Regions from separate parts of the Danio rerio genome. Here region 1 is linked to region 2. The links are chromatin contacts, called in public Hi-C maps. All regions are on one chromosome and are shown on one strand. The core of a region is the stretch at or near the end of the contact, and the rest is flanking DNA. Distances in the headings are between cores, read along the strand shown.

The links. A called contact is a pair of places that touch in the nucleus more often than the background predicts.
Region 1: a contact with region 2 is called in a Hi-C map of an unstated tissue, with 2.7 times the contacts expected there. The contact joins the promoter of bcl11bb here to the enhancer-like site in region 2. A contact is called at or near these places in 2 of 18 Hi-C or Micro-C datasets (caudal fin and an unstated tissue).

The regions. Positions count from the first base shown.
Region 1 is chr20:4,539,064-4,544,609 of GRCz12tu, forward strand. It overlaps bcl11bb (BCL11 transcription factor B b), which reads left to right and starts at 1,636. Exons shown (of 3, transcript XM_073934038.1): 1 at 1,636-1,817. The coding sequence starts at 1,772. It overlaps LOC137488609 (a long non-coding RNA gene), which reads right to left and starts at 1,563. Exons shown (of 10, transcript XR_012396325.1): 1 at 1,452-1,563; 2 at 992-1,029.
Region 2 is chr20:4,410,277-4,415,975 of GRCz12tu, forward strand. It overlaps ipcef1 (interaction protein for cytohesin exchange factors 1), which reads left to right. Exons shown (of 9, transcript NM_001076758.1): 9 at 2,468-3,257. The coding sequence ends at 2,701. Among named protein-coding and RNA genes, the nearest start is that of tiam2b, 18 kb to the right of the region's middle. Within about 2 kb of position 2,480, at least 18 of the 62 cell types and tissues checked have an H3K27ac peak or open chromatin away from gene starts, as enhancers often do.

The DNA.
Region 1 (5,546 bases), core at 386-2,885, 130 kb after region 2:
AGTGCATCTAAATAAAATACAATAAATCAACCACAAGCATTGACAAATACAGAACAAAGATAGACATTTAAAAAAAAAAAAAAAAAAAAAAAAGAAGAGCATGGTTTTCCGGAAGTCTATAGTATTCAGGCACAAATTGGTTGATCAAATGTTAAATAGCACTGTATTATCTTTATCGTATGTTTATCGTTTATATATATATATATATATATATATATATATATATATATATATATATATATATTTATTTTAATAACTCATTTCTATTAACGGATATATTTTATCTTTGCCATGATTATTTTATCTTTGCCAATAATATTTGACTAGATATTTTTTCAAGACACTTCTGTACAGCTTAAAGTGGCATTTAAAGGCTTAACTAGGTTAATTAGGTTAACTAGGCAGGTTAGGTTAATTAGGCAAGTTATTGTATAATGATGGTTTGTTCTGTAGACTACTGATAAAAAGTTTAGCTTAAAGGGGCTAATAATTTTGTCCTTAAAATGATCCATAAAAAATTTAAATCTGCTTTTATTCCAACTGAAATAAAACAAATAAGACTTTCTCCAGAGGAAAAAATATGATCAGACATACAGTGAAAATTTCCTTACTCTTTTAAACACCATTTAGGAAATATTATTTAAAAAATAATTACAGGTAAGGGCTAATAACTGTTCAACGTTTGAGTCTTGCTCTTGTCCAAAAATATAAATTCTGTCATCATTTACTTTTTTCAAAGAAACAAGAAAGCTTGGAACCTGTAACCATACTGTAGTAGTTGTTTTTTCAATCATAACTTAATGTTACAGCTATCATAACATTATTTATCAATATGTGGCTCTTTTTGGATTCTCGGAAGCTATAGAAATTAAAAATGTTAAACAGGAAATAACGTTACGTGGGGACCAACGTTCCCTTTTGTGTTTCCCTTTTGACCATTGTTTACATCTCCCCAAATGTTCGAGATTTTAAGTTGTGTTAGGCTACTTACATAATTCAAAGCCCATCCGACAGTATTCAGCATCAGGTCTGCAGGTAAAATGAGAAAAATAATCAGTAACGTTTGAAAATGTTATCAAGTAGTTACTGCTGCTAGACATTGGGTTCAGCTTTGGTTGCATTTACACAGTTTTAACCTGCAGATGTCGACAAACCACACGGTGTTTCAAACACTTCAAAAGAGTCATTTTACAAATCATTTGATTCAGCTGTTTCGGACTTCTAATAACTTTCATATCTCCCATCAATATTCATTAACGAGTCCAAGTTTGTATCCAAATGTTTAAAACGTAGACTGTAAGAAACACTAGTGTTTAAACTTGGATGCTGAGTGACTAAAACAGCAGGATGGCGCACGGCTGTTGTTATCCATACCAATTTCAGATTATCACAGCGTTACAGTGCGTTTCAATTATACCAGAGAAATATGAAAGCATTTGTTCCACCTTTACCTGTAGTCCACACACACGAAATACAACATTTTTTTTTTCTGGGGGAAGCTGAGCAGAGTTTGAAGACGTCTAATGTGGACTCATTGTAGGCTTAGTTGGTGAAAAAACGATCGTGATGACGCATTTGTGACGCGCATTAATTGCTCAGCCTGTTCTTATATTTAAATAATTGCTAAATATAATTGCCTATACATTTCTTCATTCCTAATTTCCTTGATAAGGCAGATTTTCTGCACATTTATACATTTTTTGTACCAAAAACACCAAAACACATTTGCAAGAGTGGGGTGAAGCTAATCAAACACCTGGTGAAAAAATTGATGGCGGACAGGATGGAGGAAGATGGTTTACATCACCCAAAGAAAGGTGAGTAAAGGAAGAATTGAGGTAAAGTTGGTTTTATATTCGCACATTCCTTCATTTAACGATCCCTATATTATCTATATGCTAATTTGAATATGGGTCTGAATCACATGTGAATGTGACTTGAAAACAACATCACCACTATTTAGTTCACTGTAAACAATGTTGTACTTTGATATTTATTGGCTGCGAATATGATTTCACTATATTTAGAATTTGCTAGTAATACTTTTCTGAAATGATAGCTATAATTAAGGAGAAAGTCTGAATGTGCCAATATAAAACCAGCTTTACCTCTATAGAATAATAAGGAGCAATGGAAATAAATAAATCATATGAAGACTTAAGAGTTGGAAATACAACTCTTCAGTTCTTTGTATAAAATGAAACACCAGACAGGAAAATGAGAACATTATGACCTAGAAAAAAATATGGAGCAAATAATAAGGAAATGTCTAAAACACAATAATGAAAGAATAAACTTTTTATTATTTTTTTAATTTAATAGAAATAAGATAAAGAGTAAATGTATTTCTAAGATATATTTGAGCAATTCCAGCACTATGGATGTGACATTTGCAGTAAAAACTAAAAACATAACTTCACATAGACAGTAAATGTTAACATTATATTGAACCATCTGTTTATAATTTTCAGAACGACTAACCACAGTGATAAGGGACTAGAGAAATATCATTCTGTAAACATGTTTTATACTTTAAATGAGCAAAATAAACATACGTCATGGATGTGACCAAAAAAGTATGCGGGTTCGCAGTATACAACATGCTTTGTTGAAATTCTGTGAATTAAACTGCACAACCCGAAAGCAATAATGCTAATCAAATGTATAAAAGATGTCTCTCTATATAGCATAAATTATTAACTTTATTTAATTGAATATTTTTTCATCTACAAGGAAAAAGTGTCATTATGGATGTGACATCTCTCCGTTGTGGATGTGACCGATGTGAAATTGCCACTTGTGTGACTTTGATAAATCAATTATAATAATTTGAAAACTTGAAAAATAGAGACATTTTTGACTATTTCTAAAGTACTGTTAAATACTTACTTGCCCAAAAAACTTAGAAACGGTGTCCGTATTTTGGTGAAAACTTTTTTTTTGTCATGGTAAGGTTGACATTTGCATGGAATTGCTCATTTATTTAAATTACAGTTTGATAGAATTCATTCATTCATTCATTCATTCATTCATTTTCTTGTCGGCTTAGTCCCTTTATTAATCCGGGGTCGCCACAGCGGAATCAACCACCAACTTATCCAGCAAGTTTTTACGCAGCGGATGCCCTTCCATCTCTGAGAAGCATCCACACACACATTCACACACACACACTCGTACACTACGGTCAATTTAGCCTACCCAATTCACCTGTACCGCATGTGTTTGGACTGTGGGGGAAACCGGAGCACCCGGAGGAAACCCACGCGAAGGCAGGGAGAACATGCAAGCTCCATACAGAAACGCAAACTGAGCCGAGGCTCGAACCAGCGACCTTCTTGCTGTGAGGTGACAGGACTACCTACTGCGCCACTGCTTTGCCCTTTGATAGAATTGTGTGATCATTTTAATAGGTACCTTGTATTATCTCATTTTATACTTTTATTTTAACACAATCTCAACTGACTAAGGTAAGTGGTGTAGACCAAAAGCATATGAAAACCGAGTTCAATGTTTTCAAATGTGAATGTAAAACATGGCAACCATGATGTAGACTTCCATTCTCTTTTACCAAAGCAGGTAATCTCAGATAAATTCCACAATAAAACAAGTAATTCTTATTAATATTTAATCTGCATCAAACCATGAAATGGGAGAAAACAGTGAACACTTTTCAGCTATATAGCTGAATCTGCATAATAAAAATAAATATTGAATGTAATTAGCCTTACAGCAAGAAGGTCGCTGGTTCAAGCCTTGGCAGGGTCGGTTGGCATTTCCGTGTGGAGTTTGCATGTTCTCCCCGCATTTGCGTGGGTTTCCTCCGGGTGCACTGGTTTCCCCCACAGTCCAAACACATGCGGTACAGGTGAATTGGGTAGGCTAAATTGTCCGTAGTGTATGTGTGCGAATTAGAGTGTATGGGTGTTTTCCAGTGATGGGTTGCAGCTGGAAGGGCATCCGCTGTGTAAAACATATGCTGGATAAGTTGGTGGTTCATTCCGCTGTGGTGACCCCTGATTAATAAAAGGACTAAGCTGAAAAGAAAATGAATGAATGAATGAATGAAATTAGCACAGCACAGGCAAATTATGTGCACAAACGGAGGTGGAGAGGAGGAATTCTTTAAACACATTTACAGAAGTAAATAAAAAAACTGAATGATGGGCTCAAAAAACTTCTAATACTTTTAATTCTAATATTGAATTAAACATTGGTTAACATCAGTGACATATATTATTTCATCACAGGTTGTGCCTCACTTAATTTTATAGTTCTTTTTATTATTTGGCTTGTTTACTTTAATTTAATAAAGTTTGTAAAGCAAAGTTCTTAAAAGTTACAGCAAAAAGAAAATGTATATTAAGAGGTTCAGGGCTATGAGCCCAACTAAAGCAAACACTTTTCTCCATGATGGTGAATTTAGTCTATGTGGTCCACATATGTTTTAAGATAACTGGGCCACATTTGCTATATCTCCTCTGGACCACTTTAGGCTCACAGCCACATTACCCAGAGCTAACTGTGCCAAATATTTGCCAAAAGTGGCCCACATTTTTTTTAAGATAACTGGGCCACATTTGCCATATATTCTCTGGGCCACTATAGGCTCAAATCCACATTAGCCAGAGCTTACTGTGCCGAATATTCGCCAAAAGTGGCCCACATATGTTTTAGGATAACTGGGCCACATTTGCCATATATTCTCTGGACCACTTTAGGCTCACAGCCCATATTACCCAGAGCTAACTGTGCCAAATATTTGCCAAAAGTGGCCCACATATGTTTAGGATAACTGGGCCACCTTTTCCAAATCATCTCTGGGCCACTATAGGCTGACGGCTACATTAGCCAGAGTTTACTGTGCTGAATATTTGCCAAATTGGTCCACATATGTTTTAAAATAACTGGGCCAATTTTTAAAATATTTTCTCTGGGCCACATTAGGCTCACGGCCGCATTAGCCAGAGCTTACTGTGCCAAATATTTGCCAAAAGTGGCCCATATATGTCTTAAGATAACTGGGCCACATTTGTACCTACAAGTGTGACCCACTTTAGGTTTAGACCCAGATTACCCTTAAATGACTATGCCACATTTTTCCAACTGCGGCCCACATTTGTCCTCCATCATTTAAGCCAAATGTATCATTTTCCACATGGGCAATATTAGGCTCACATTCAGATTACATTCTGCCATAAGTGCCAAATCCTTAAAATGGCCCATATATGAATTAGAATTTTTGGTCCCTCTTTGCCATCGTACAGATGGGCCACTTCAGCCTCTCATTCATTTGTCTGGGCCGAAGAAATACCACCAGTGCCGCATAACTGGCTAAAGTGGCCCACATTTGTATGCTATCTGGGCAAAGACAGTTGTGTTTGATCAAAGTGCAGGAAGGTAGATTTGCAGGAACAGGGTTGGGCACTAATTTATGGTACGGTTACCATGATGGTTCTTGAGTTGTCCCCTCTTTGAAACAAAGCCACGCAATCATTTGTGAATCGATAGGGGATTAAAGTTGGTGAGGATAGTAGATGGAGTTGAGC
Region 2 (5,699 bases), core at 1,230-3,729:
GAAAAAATACTATCAGGCATACTGTGAAAATTTCCTTGCTCTAAACATCATTTGGGAAATATTTAAAAAAGGAAAAAAGGCTAATAATTCTGACTTCCAACTGTATATTGATATGCAACTCTCTGGAATACTTGATTCTGATTGGTCAATCATAACATTTAAGAATAGAAATACTACATACTTATTCGGTGTGTACATGTGCATGTGTTTTAAACAACAGCAACAAAAAAGATAAAAGGAAAATATGAAGAAAAACTATTAAAACAGGCAACCAGTAAAATGTTGAGTTTTTCTGAATTTTTATTATTTTTTTGTATTGTTTCCGTGTTCAGCTGATGACTTCATTGTTTTTGAACAACACAGTATCAGTGCTTTCACTTTAAAAGTGTTAAAGCAATATTTGGTGGAACAAGATCCTGATTTTTCAGTCACAAAACATAAAACAAGTTTTTCTAACCAGCTGTCATATAAAAAAAAAACACTAAATATTTTAAACGGCAAAGAAATGATATTAGACTTTTTATTGCATAAAACACAAACACTTACATAAGAAATGTGATTATCAAGTCCAGTCAGTACAGTCAAACGCAGCTGAATACTGATGTACATGTGATTTTTCAGGGTTTTTTATTTTTGATAAATTTGTAACAATTTCAAAAACTCTTTTCACGTTGTCATTATGGGATATTGTGTGCAGAATTTAGAAGAAATAAATGAGTTTAATCCGTTTTGTAATAAGGCTGTAACATAAACATGAGTGGAAAAAGTGAAGAGCTACCAATACTTTCCAGATGCACTGTAGATTGTAAAGTGTGCAAAGAAAATCTTCTGGTTTCTAGTTTAATTTCTAGTCTTGTGTTCTAGACAAGCAAAGCATAATGTCTTTTTCTTAAAGAAAACAATATGTGAAAATTGAGTTTTCCCCTAAAACAAGCCAGGTAAGCAAAATAATGGTATGTCAACAGGAAAAACAAGATTATCTTGCTTATTTTAAGGGAAAACCTGTTTAATTTTGCAATATTATTTCTTAAAACAAGACAATTTTGCTTGCTTGTCTAAAAAATGCTGCTTTATTTAAGATATTTTTTAATATTTGGCCTAGAAACAATGCAAAAAAATTTTGCATTGTAAAAAGAAATTGACTAAACTTGCTGTACAGCTTCTTTGAATTGATTCAACTTTTAACCCAAGTACTCCACTTGACTCTATTTAAGTTGAGTCAACTAAAAAAAAGCTCTGCTGTAAGCTGCCTTATAATTTAAAGTTGAGTTAACTTTTTGGTTTTAAATGCATGAACAACTTAGAACCACTTAGAACTTAGAACTATCCCTTTAAACCTGAGTGTGTTTTTTTTCTCCAAAATGTGTTTGATCACCTTATGTTGCTTCACAACCATACATGTCAAAATACAAAAAAAATATATACATGGTGCAAGCTACAATTTTTATTTCCAGCAAGTCTACAGACACTAGATGGCAGCATTGATGAACCAAAACCATGCTTGGCTTAAACCAGGGGTCAGCAACCCCCGGCTCTAGAGCCGCATGCGGCTCTTTAGCTCTGCCCTTTTGGCTCCCTGGAGCTTTTTCAAAAATGTTCAAAAAGATGGGGAAGGTTAGTATATATTTTTGTTTTAATATGATTTCTATAGGAGGACACACACTTTTAACGTTTTCAAATGCTGTAAAAGTGTGTAGAATTAATATTTAATTTCAACATTTCTGTCAACGAAGATTTGCGTCATAGCCTGCGACACAGGTTTCCATCAGCAGGGCGGGATGCCAGGCAGGTGGCTATTGTAAACAAACCGGGAGATATTAAAGCATGGAAAACCGTTCACAGATGGTGACTACATGAAGGAGTCTCATCATCATATTAGAACACCTATTTGCAGACTTCAAAACCAAAATAAAACAAAAATTAAAGATATACCTCTCTCCGCTAAGACAGTGAAGGAAAGGGCTATTAAAATGGCAGGTAACATCACAGATCAGCAAACCAAGGACATTAATTCAGTGCCAGCATACTCAATTGCCTGTGATGTGACCGATATTCAATGCGCTTTTATGCAGGTATGTGAACTCTGATGGGCCGAAAGAAGAAATGATCAAATTAATACCACTGAAAGACCAGAGGCTGTGCTGAAGTGTTTAAATGACAACAAAATAAACACCAACCACCTGATTTCAGTGGCTATTGAATCATGAAGGCTCATTATGTATTTGTAGCCAACTTAGTCATTTTTATAGTAGGCTAAAATAGCTACTATAGATACATACAGCATGTGTTTCCTTCATTATAAGGCTTATATAAGGCTTTACATTTTTTGCGGCTCTAGACATATTTGTTTTTTGTTTGTTTTGGTCCAATATGTCTCTTTCAACATTTTGGGTTGCCGACCCCTGGCTTAAACTAACCAGCATGTGATTCTCTCTGTCTCTGTATGTGTGTTCGTGTGGGGTTTCAGGCTAAGGAGGCCGATCTGCAGGCCATCGAGCAGGTTTTGAGTGAACCATCTCTAAACGGATCTAAATACAGACAGTGGCGAGACGCGAATGTGCTCCTGCTGCAGGAGATCGGAGAGAAACACAAGAGCGATGTGGAGAAACCGATGGTTCAGACTCGACCGCAGCGCCAGTCGCTGTACGGCCCCAACACTGCTGTCCCTGCTGCACGCGTTTACACAGAGACCAGCCTGTGAAGACCACAAGACCGTTACACACTCAAACAAACACTCCTCAACACTGGAGATACACATCGAGGAACTGAAGTAAAACGATGGTTGGTCAGTTTTCTCTAAATTTCAGAGCCAAACTCCTCTCTTTGATTATTTGGGATCGTTTTAAACTTATTTATTTGCTTGTTCACATCATTTATTGTCTTGATAAGATGTGTTTGTAATGCTTTACCAGTTAAACCGTTGTTTTAAATAGGATTTTGGACTTTTTTGGGGTTGAAAATTGTAAATATGATAACTTGTGGAACATTAGTGACTTTAAAACATGTCACGGTAATATTTCTACATCATTTTCACCCTCATACAGTATGTATTTAAAGTCCCTGTGTTCTTGTATGAAATCTACGCTCCGTTTTCTCAACTTTTCCCCTAAAATCTTTTTAGGAGTTTAAAATTGACCTGTTTTTAACGTGGTCTTTGTTTTTTTAAATGTACATATTTTAGGATTTTACAAATACCTGTACAGACAAGTGTGTTAAGTATTGTACATTTTTGTTTAAATGTCTGTGATTCAACTGTATAGATGTTTACTCTTTGGATTATTCATTCATGGTGAAAGTGTGCGAAAGGAAATAAAAATGCCTGTTTTTTTTTTGGTTCTTTCAAAATGTGAAAGAAATCTCACTATTTAATAGGTTTATTACCTGCTTATTAACTGTATATTAGTACTTATAAAGTAGATCTTATTCTACAGGGTGGGCCATTTATATGGATACACCTTAATAAAATGGGAATGGTTGGTGATAATAATGTTCTGTTTGTGGCACATTAGTATATGTGAGGGGCAAACTTTTCAAGATGGGTGGTGACCATGGTGGCCATTTTAAAGTCGGCCATCTTGGATCCAACTTTTGTTTTTTCAATAGGAAGAGGTTCATTTGACGCATCAAGCTTATTGGGAATTTCACAAGAAAAACAATGGTGTGCTTGGCCCCCCTGCACCCAAATTATCAAAATATTAATATATTTGTGGCTGGTGGCTCTGGTAATTGTGATAAAATCTGTTAGTTCCTACATGTGGTTGTTTTTGTGAGAAAACTGACTTCATAAGTTTATTTAACGCCAGCTTGACAGCCCTTTCCTAAAGATCATTGTTGAGAGGAATGAAGGCAATTCTGAGAAAAGAGAATGATTTGTTTATCTGTGAGAAGAGTCCGCTTTCACTTTCTTAACCCAATTTGACATGTGAGAACTAAATATAGAGATTTCTGCGAAAGGGAGAGAAAAAAAAAGAAGTCTCAAAACGTAAACAATGCAGTATCTCTGGCATGACAAAGTAAAAACATGAGACAAAAAAACAATGCATAGAGACTCATAGAAAAGAAGAAAATAACTATATTGTTATTATCTTTCCATGTGATATTACCGGTACACCTTCCTAGTACCGGGTTGGACCACCTTTTGCCTTGAGAACTGCTATAATCCTTCATGGCGTAGATTCAACAAGGTACTGAAAATATTCCTCGGAGATGATAGCATCACAGAGTTGCTGCATATTTATCAGCTGCACATCCATGATGTGAATCTTCCTTTCCACCACATCCCAAAGGTGCTCTATTGGATTGAGGTCTGGTGACTGTGGAGGCCATTTGAGTAAGTAAACTCATTATCATGTTAAATAAACTGGTGTACCTATTAAAGTGGCCGGTGGGTGTCAGTTAAACAATATTTTAGATAAATGCTCATTCACAAAAGGACTGAAGAGATTACACAGCTGAAAATAAGAAGAATGCTTAACATAATATAGACTAAAATTTGATTTATTTTGATTAATGAAAATTGCATATAAAATGAATTTTAATACCATAAATAAAGCTAGAAAATATTCATAAAAGGCTTTAAAAAAGACTTACTTGAATGAACAATATTGTAACGCCACGCCAGCAGAGGGAGCCCTCATCCAACTACTGACTTAGCTCCGCTCCCTCTGCAGTCACTTCCTGTTTGTGCTGTATTTCAGCAAGAGCTCAGGCCATGCTTCCTTGCCAAGTATTGCCAGTTTACCTGCATTACCAAGCGTTACTCCAGGTGACTTTCATGACTGTTTTACTGTGTATGATCCTGCCTACCTTGATCAAGTACGTTATCTGTTTTTGCCCTCTTGCCCTTTTCTGCTCACTGTTGCCTTGAACTTTTGCCTGCCTTTTCACCACATCCTCTGAATTTGCCCCTGTGTATCTTGATCTGTTTTGGACTGATCATTGCACTGATCCTCTGCTTGAATTACTACTATGTCTCCAGGAATTGCCCGTTTGTTGTTTGGTTTGGACTGCTTACATGTTGCCAACTCTTTCTGCTTGTTTACCCATTGATGTCTCTGTCTAATCCCATAAATAAACTTCTGCATATGGATTCTAACACAGTCTCAAACTCCCAATTACAAATATGAATAAACATTTAGCTTAAAACATAAAGAACAGCTATGTATAGTTGTTCAGTGTTACGCTCATCACCTGTTTGAAATATAACATTAACAAGAACAAATAACGCCCTGCTGAAAAATCCAGCTTAAACCAGCCTAGGCTGGTTGGCTGGTTTTAGCTGGTTGACCAGCCTGGTTTTAGAAGGGTTTTGGCCATAAGAATGATTTCCAGACTAGTCTTAGCTGGTCAGGCTGGAAAATGACCAGCTAAATCCATCTAAAACCAGCTTGACCAGCCTGGTTTAAGCTGGACATAGCTGGTTTAGGCTGGGCTCCCAGCCTGGCTAAGCTGGTCAAGCTGGTTTTAGTTGGTCATCTCCCAGCCTGACCAGCTAAGACCAGGCTGGAAATGGCAGGAAACCAGCCTGAAATGGCCAAAACCCCTCTAAAACCAGCCTGGTCGACCAGCTGAAACCAGCCAACCGGCCTAGGCTGGTTTAAGCTGTTTTTTCTCAGCAGGGAGGTTTTATTTTTCTGCAGATGTTTGAGATATAGCATTTGAAATATTGACATACAACAATAAAACCCAAAATGAATCTG